Linked DNA regions of Mus musculus: region 1 is linked to region 2. The links are chromatin contacts, called in public ChIA-PET maps. All regions are on one chromosome and are shown on one strand. The core of a region is the stretch at or near the end of the contact, and the rest is flanking DNA. Distances in the headings are between cores, read along the strand shown. Region 1 has its middle 4.8 kb from the start of Gm30458. Region 2 has its middle 29 kb from the start of Tlr2.

Evidence for each region. ChIA-PET counts read pairs in DNA pulled down with a chosen protein or histone mark.
Region 1: a contact with region 2 is called in an RNA polymerase II ChIA-PET map of memory CD8 T cells, with 15 read pairs. The contact joins two enhancer-like sites. A contact is called at or near these places in 1 of 484 Hi-C or Micro-C datasets (nephron progenitors), 2 of 115 datasets of contacts at active chromatin or transcription factors (bone marrow-derived macrophages and memory CD8 T cells) and 1 of 9 other capture datasets (embryonic stem cells).

The regions. Positions count from the first base shown.
Region 1 is chr3:84,064,801-84,068,085 of GRCm38.p6, forward strand. No RefSeq gene overlaps it. Among named protein-coding and RNA genes, the nearest start is that of Gm30458, 4.8 kb to the left of the region's middle. Within about 2 kb of position 1,276, at least 34 of the 459 cell types and tissues checked have an H3K27ac peak or open chromatin away from gene starts, as enhancers often do. A contact at or near this core is called in memory CD8 T cells, where this site is marked.
Region 2 is chr3:83,810,812-83,814,385 of GRCm38.p6, forward strand. It overlaps the pseudogene Gm7115. Among named protein-coding and RNA genes, the nearest start is that of Tlr2, 29 kb to the right of the region's middle. Within about 2 kb of position 1,905, at least 59 of the 459 cell types and tissues checked have an H3K27ac peak or open chromatin away from gene starts, as enhancers often do. A contact at or near this core is called in memory CD8 T cells, where this site is marked.

The sequences.
Region 1 (3,285 bases), core at 26-2,525, 250 kb after region 2:
ATTCCTAGCACTCTCTGCAGTGACCTCAAACACCAGGAATGAACTGTCTTCCCTGAAAATCCACTAAACCTTCCAATTCCATGTTCTTGCTGTGCTGATCTGTCTACATGCAGTAACTTGCCCATTTCTTTCTGATATTCACAATACAAAACAGTCACGATTAATATAAACATAGTTATGTGCTTCATTAAGCTTCCCTAAACTATATCTTTATCTATCTATCTATCTATCTATCTATCTATCTATCTATCTATCTATCTATCTATCTATCTATCTCACCAAGAACAGCACAGTGGTGAAGCTAGATAAGCATAGACTTCAATAATTGCACAAGTGGTGAGTGCCAGAGGCCTGATACCTTACCTGGTAAAGTCTTCTGCAGCTCTCAGAAGAAGTCAATATTCTTCTAAGGCAGATTTGCCTGTTCACTCGTCTGTATTGACCTAGGCAGAGTTCACTACTCTCTCTTCTATGTGTCCTTCAAATAGAATTCATTGCTCTTTTGCTTCCTTCCCTTCCTCTTGCCTTTTTGTAAATTATTTTTCTGGTGCTGGGGATGGAAACTAGGGCTGGCTTTGCTTATGTCGGGAAATGCCCTACCAGTGAGCTGTAAGGACCCCTCTGTACAGGGGTCATGTAGGGAGAGCGCATGAGCATCAGTAACCTGTAAGATGGTCCTGATGTTGGCCTTACTCCTGAGAGAGGGCCTGAGCATCAGTAAGTAGTAAGGTGGTCCTGATGGTGGCCTTGATACTTGAATGGTACTCTTGAGATGCTTGAATGACCTTGTTTCCGTTTAGTTTTCATGCATATTTTGGACATTTCTGAACAAACAGGCAAACCAGCAACAATCACTCAGGAATGTAAAATTGAATTTGCTCTGATAAATGTAGCTTAACAGAACCGCCCTCCCTCCCTTAACCATTGGGACATACTGTCTGAACCATGAAGAACCAGTTTGACTTCATCTGGACTGATTTTTAAGATGAGACCAGATAAAGCTAAGGTGGCAGAGAGATAGATGATAAAACTCAGAGGGTAGAAGTGAAGCCAGGGGCCACACCAGAACCTATGTTCTTCTCACACTGGTGTCTCTAATCCAGAGCCTCTTCTGGGAAACCCTGGGTGAGTTTTGTTTTAAGTAGTTTACAGACGCAACTACCAGATTTCAAAGCTCAAGTGATATAAATAACTTGGGGTGGGTTGACAGAAAACCCGTGAGAACCCCCACAGCAACTGTGTGGGCAAAGGCATCTCTTCACAGCAGAACGGAAATCACTTAGCAGAACAAAGTGCAGGATCAACCTAACCACGGTCCCAAGATGGTAAGAGACCAGAGAGGAGCAGAGAACTGGTAACACAAACACACACACACACACACACACACACACACACAGGTCTGGATTGCTCACTGTCAATATCAAAGTGAGGTTGTTGACTAAAGGGCTCCTAAGCATCATCCTTTGAATAAGACATATAAAAAGTAGAAAATAGAAAGTAATCTCAATGAACATTAAGATATTTTGAAATAACAGCAACAAAAAATGTCCTTTAACCACCAACAGTCTACCTGCAAATGGTAAATATTTTTATATTGTCTCTATACTGAAGCCCTAAGATCGAACCTATCCTATGTTAAGTATATGTTCTACTATACTTTCAGATACATATTTGTACATATTATGTATACATACCTTATATATACACTAAACGTGTACATGCATGTGTGTGTGTGTATGAATGCATTTGCCCACAGAAGAGGGTGCTGGAGCTGGAGTCACAGCTGATTGTGAGACACTCTATGTGGGCGCTGTGAACCCAACTCAAGTCCTCTTACGAGAACAGTACTCAATCTTACCTGAGCCATGTCTGACATCCCATAGTATTTTTTTTTTTTTGAGGCACGGTGTTATGTAACCCAGACTGACCTTAAACTCACAAGCCACAGGCCTCAGCCTTCAAAGTTGCTAGGATTACAAAAAGTTGCACACACAGGCACACACAAGAGAGACAGACAGACAGACACAGATACATATATACATCATGAAAGACAAGCAACAGCTAGCCCATTACCAAATGTTAAGTAATGACATTTGTAGAAAACGTATTTCAAAGCACCTAAAATATAAAATCCCCCTACTTTTGTAAATCTCTGGTACTATTCTTGGTTTCCCTAAAAAGCAAAGGTCTACTAAGAGGAGAAAAGGAGACTGTAGGACTTGGGTTTCCTCCCTCAGGACAGAGTGTTGGGGATAGAGCCCAAGCCCTTGTGTGTGCTAAGCAGCCATTCCACAACCCAGTGGCACTCTGAGCCCTAGACAGGTTTCAGACTGAAAGTGAGGGGCAGAGCCACAGACACAAACTGGTAATCAGTGACTATCTCTTGGCGACCTCCACACAGAATTTCATTCAAGGCTGGGGGAAAACAACCATATTGTTGGGCAGGTAAAACAAAGGTATCCCTCCTCACTTACCAGCCAAAGCATCTGGACTTAGCGTCTTGTCACTGAGATTAAAGAACTCCTCCCTAGCCGGGACAGTCCCAGGCACTCAGGAGACTGACCCAGGCAGAGAGATGGCTGAGCTCAGGGAGCCCAGAACTAGCTTGGGCAATACCTTGAAGTTTCATCTCAAACAACAATAAAACAAAAATGAAAACCAGGAAAACGGCCCAAGGGAGAGCGTAAAGAGGGCCCGGTGTGACCATAACCTGGAGGCTGCCTCCAACCTCCTCTGCAAGTTCATGAATTCAAATATACCTGTTCACTGATCCAACAACTTAAAACACAACACAAATACATAGGTTTTGAGTTTTAAAAATACTTTTTTTTTTTAAGATAGAGTCTCACACTATTGATCGGGTTGACCTTGAACTCACAGAAATCACCTGAGAGCTTTGATAAGGTACGAACCAGCACACAGAGACATAAACTTTTAATTAATTCTTTGACAATTTCATACAATATATTTGAATCCTATTCATTCTTCCAACTCCTCTCAGATTCTCCCCCACCCAGCCCTACCTACCCAACCTCCTTGTATCCTCCTTTAAAAACAAAAAACAAAAAAAACCTCATCAACTCCAATGTATGCAACCCACATACTCCAGGGGTGCACTCATCCACTGGAGCATAACCTACCAAGGCCTTCACCCTTCCCTCCCTCCCTACCCCCTCCCTCCCTTCCAGCAGCCTCCAATTGCCAATAGCTCCTCAAGTGGGAATGGGACCTGTGCCCACCTCACCTCTCTGTATTGGAATCTTGTCTGGCTTGAGTTTGGGCAGT
Region 2 (3,574 bases), core at 655-3,154:
GGAAAGGGGCACAAGTAGCTGAAGAGGAGAAAGAGGAAGGGGAACAGGAGAGGACGTGATAGAGGCAGGAGAGCTGAGCGGGAAAACTCACTGTTACCCAGGTAGGCATCCCAGAAGCTGCTGATTCACTGACTGACGATCCTCTAAGGCCTTTCATGGGGGCATGTGTTAGTAACAGCAGCCCCTGGGCTCCGTGTAACACAGTGTGATTTTCAGAGTGCTTTCTTCTCTAGGTTATGTTTGAAATCTAGGTCACCCTGCAGGATAGGGAGACAGCCCAGATTCAATGCTCCCAGTTTCACAACTATAGTGATACTTGTATGTCCAATGCACTTCACTATTGAGGCCCTACACGGCTTCCTCTGAAGCAGTCAGGTGAAAGGACCAGGCTTGGGCGTTCTGGGGTAGCCCCATGTGATCTTTTAGACAACTACCAATTTTCTCATCTGTAGAATTAACTCACAGCTGGTAGGTAAGCCATTGTTATGGAATAGACATGGTGGTGAGGTTGCTCTCCACCAGAAAGAGTGTGTGTGAAGCATTTAGTGAGTGATGGAGGTCCCAGGACTGAAGTTTATCTAGTTCAGCATCATACAGCAAACTGGGGCGCCATTCGAGGTCCCCATCACTGAAGGAGACTGTGTTTATTTCTCTGATAACTGGTGGCCTTGCTGCAGATGTGGGTTGACCCTTTGTACTTCACTATAACGCTCTACTGGTGGTGGTTTCTGTCTACGTGGGGAATGTTCTCCATGGTTACAAGTTACACCCTCTTCAGAGCTTCCTGGAGACTGCTCTCAGGGCAAACACCAAGGTGTGTATTCCAGTCACTCCTCGTGGTCATGTTTAGTTCATCTTTAATTTAGGCTGAAGTTTTTATTGGGTTGGTCTTGGGTTTTGTTCATTTGTTATTGTTCTTGTTTTATTTTAAAATAAGAATTCACAATATATGGCCCCAAACTCACAATCCTCCTGCCTCAGCCTCTCCCAAAGTTGGAATTAATATTTGTATCTTTCCTAGTATTTTAAATGATAGAACCAAATACCTACATAGGTAAGTGATGCTGAAAATAATCTGCAGGCTTGCACTAGCACGCCTAGCTTTATCTCTTTCTTGTAAACATTAAGGAATATATGGAATTTCCCTCATTCGTGGAGTGTCTACAGGTTTCTAGGCATCCCCTAATCCTTTTTTTTTAAACCTTTGCAGTAAAAACATGTAGACCCTGGCTATCACAGCATCAATCCACATATCCTGTGCAATGGGGACTGACTTGTCTCCTGTAGAGTTCATAGCTGCAGACTTCAGTTGGCAGAGGCAGGAACAAAAGGAAGTGAAACTACTTCTTCTTTAAATCTCTAGAGCACTGTTTGCATGATTATTTTTAGCTCAGCGTTTTGTTTTATTCTCCTGTAAGTTGGGTCAAAAGCACTTTAAAGCCCGCAAGGACTGAAGGTTTACGATCTGACCTGACCATACCTAACACATCAGAAAAACGCGGAAGCGTGTCTAACAAGTGGGGTTTTAACATCGAGGGGCAGCCACCATCCTCTTGGGGTTTACACAATTCCCTGGGATCCTCCAGGCTTATATGGCCTCAGATGAGCTCTTTGTCCCTTCATCTGTGAGTGGGGTGCACGTCCTCACTGAGCAGCCCCTCCAGTAAGGACAGGAGAGAGTGTGTAGTGTTCACTGTTTGTGAGACAGTGGTGAAAATTTACCCTGTTGGAGAAAACAAAATCATAGGCTTCAGGGATACATAGTCATGATATTTCTCTCTGTGTGGATTTGCTTCCCCCTGTTAAATACTAAGAAAGATAAAACAAGAAGTTTTCCTTTTTAGCTTGGAAGAGGGGACATATAGAGTGAGAAATGTTTAAATAAACATGATGGTAACTATAACATACATTTTCTTTTGAGGAAGTTTATGAGTTTTAGGCCAGCCTGGAATACATAGTGAGTTTCAGATAAGCCTGTCTCAAAAAAACCCAAACCAAAACAAAAAAATCAGCTACATGACTGCCAGGTTTGCAGATAGTTAACTTAATTGCCAATTTGGAAGCCCTTGGGAGCAATGTCAGGAGACTATTTAGACATGCCAGAGGTCTTAGAAAGCTTTTTAAAGTCAGTAAAAAGTGAAAACATGGCCACCTCTCTCCTGACTACCAAATGCTATTTAAGATTTGTCAAAGTGTTTTGGGTTGCAGAATCCAAATGTGCTTGGCACTTGTACTTGGAGCAAGTAGTTCCCTGGCAAGGAGGGCATTTTACTTTCCCACTGTATAATGAATTCTCCTAGCTCAGTGCAGGCTCCTAAGCAAGTCAGCTCACCCAGTGCAGATACTTCACTACAGGAGTTACTCAAATTGGCTTTGCTAGCTTTTGTGACCCAGATAGCTCAGGTGTCCAAGATACCAGGCTATCTATGTCTGTGCCCACAGCAATCCCTTTCAACTCCTGCCTGCTCCAGACTCCATATACCTCAAGTGCTGCCCAAAGTCAAGGTTCCCACCGTGTTCCGAAGCAGAGTTTCTTAAATGTTTTCACCCCAAAACTTCTTCTGTGACCTCCAGGTATACAGGTATATAAAACACATGTGTGAATCCAACATTTACCAATGATAAACCACACGGTTTATCTTAAAGCAATTATTTGCTGAACCTTTACTTTTGCTCTTTGCTAAAGATTAACAGCTGCGCATGCTGAAATGGATTTGGTTTTAACACAGCACACTGCAAAATGGCATTAATTGGATATTTACATGCTGAGAAATGATGGTAGGGTAATATTTTCATATGGAGGCTGTTCTGAGGCAGGAACACAGTCTCTTGCCTGAAGTAAATTCAAGCAGCCCAGAAGCTCCAGGTTCTACTGTTCCCAGAAGTATGTGTAGCCCAATACGCAGGGAGATGAGCGTAGGGATAATCTATTTGTGACACTGATGCAGTATGTTGGGGACTTAGTGTGCCCAGTCTTTTCTTTTTTTTTTTGTGCCCAGTCTTTTCAACATGAATGCATTGTATATATAATATGTACATGTAGAATATATATATTCACACACGTACATATCTTTCAGGTCAGTGTTAGGAACTAGCCCCATCACTGTCACTTTACCAAATGAGGCAGTCATGGAAGAACTGTCAAGAAAGTTCACCAAGGCCCGTGGTGCCTAGCCACAGATGACAGTCTACCAAGTTCTGTCTCCAAAGGCATGTCACTTGGCATAGAGTGGCCTTGCAGTTCAAGATGCTGTTAGCCAGGAACATCTCCTGTATAGACCTTAGCCTAAGAAAGATCCTGATTATGTGTGGAGTCCAAGGAACCTATTGTATGTTGCTATCTGGGGCTGAGGCTTGGCCAGGAGGAGCCTCTAAATCCTTGTTCACATTCCTAACAGCATTAGTTTTGTAACATAAACCTCCACGTTGAACTAGTTGCTTTTGCAACGATGTAAACTGCTCATCACAGACAGATCAGAGTAACTGATGGCTCAAGTACCTCTCAGCAGAAAGACCTTACCACCTTCTCTGGCCTTCTTTAGAGACACCATAGTCTCCTGGTATACTGGCTGAC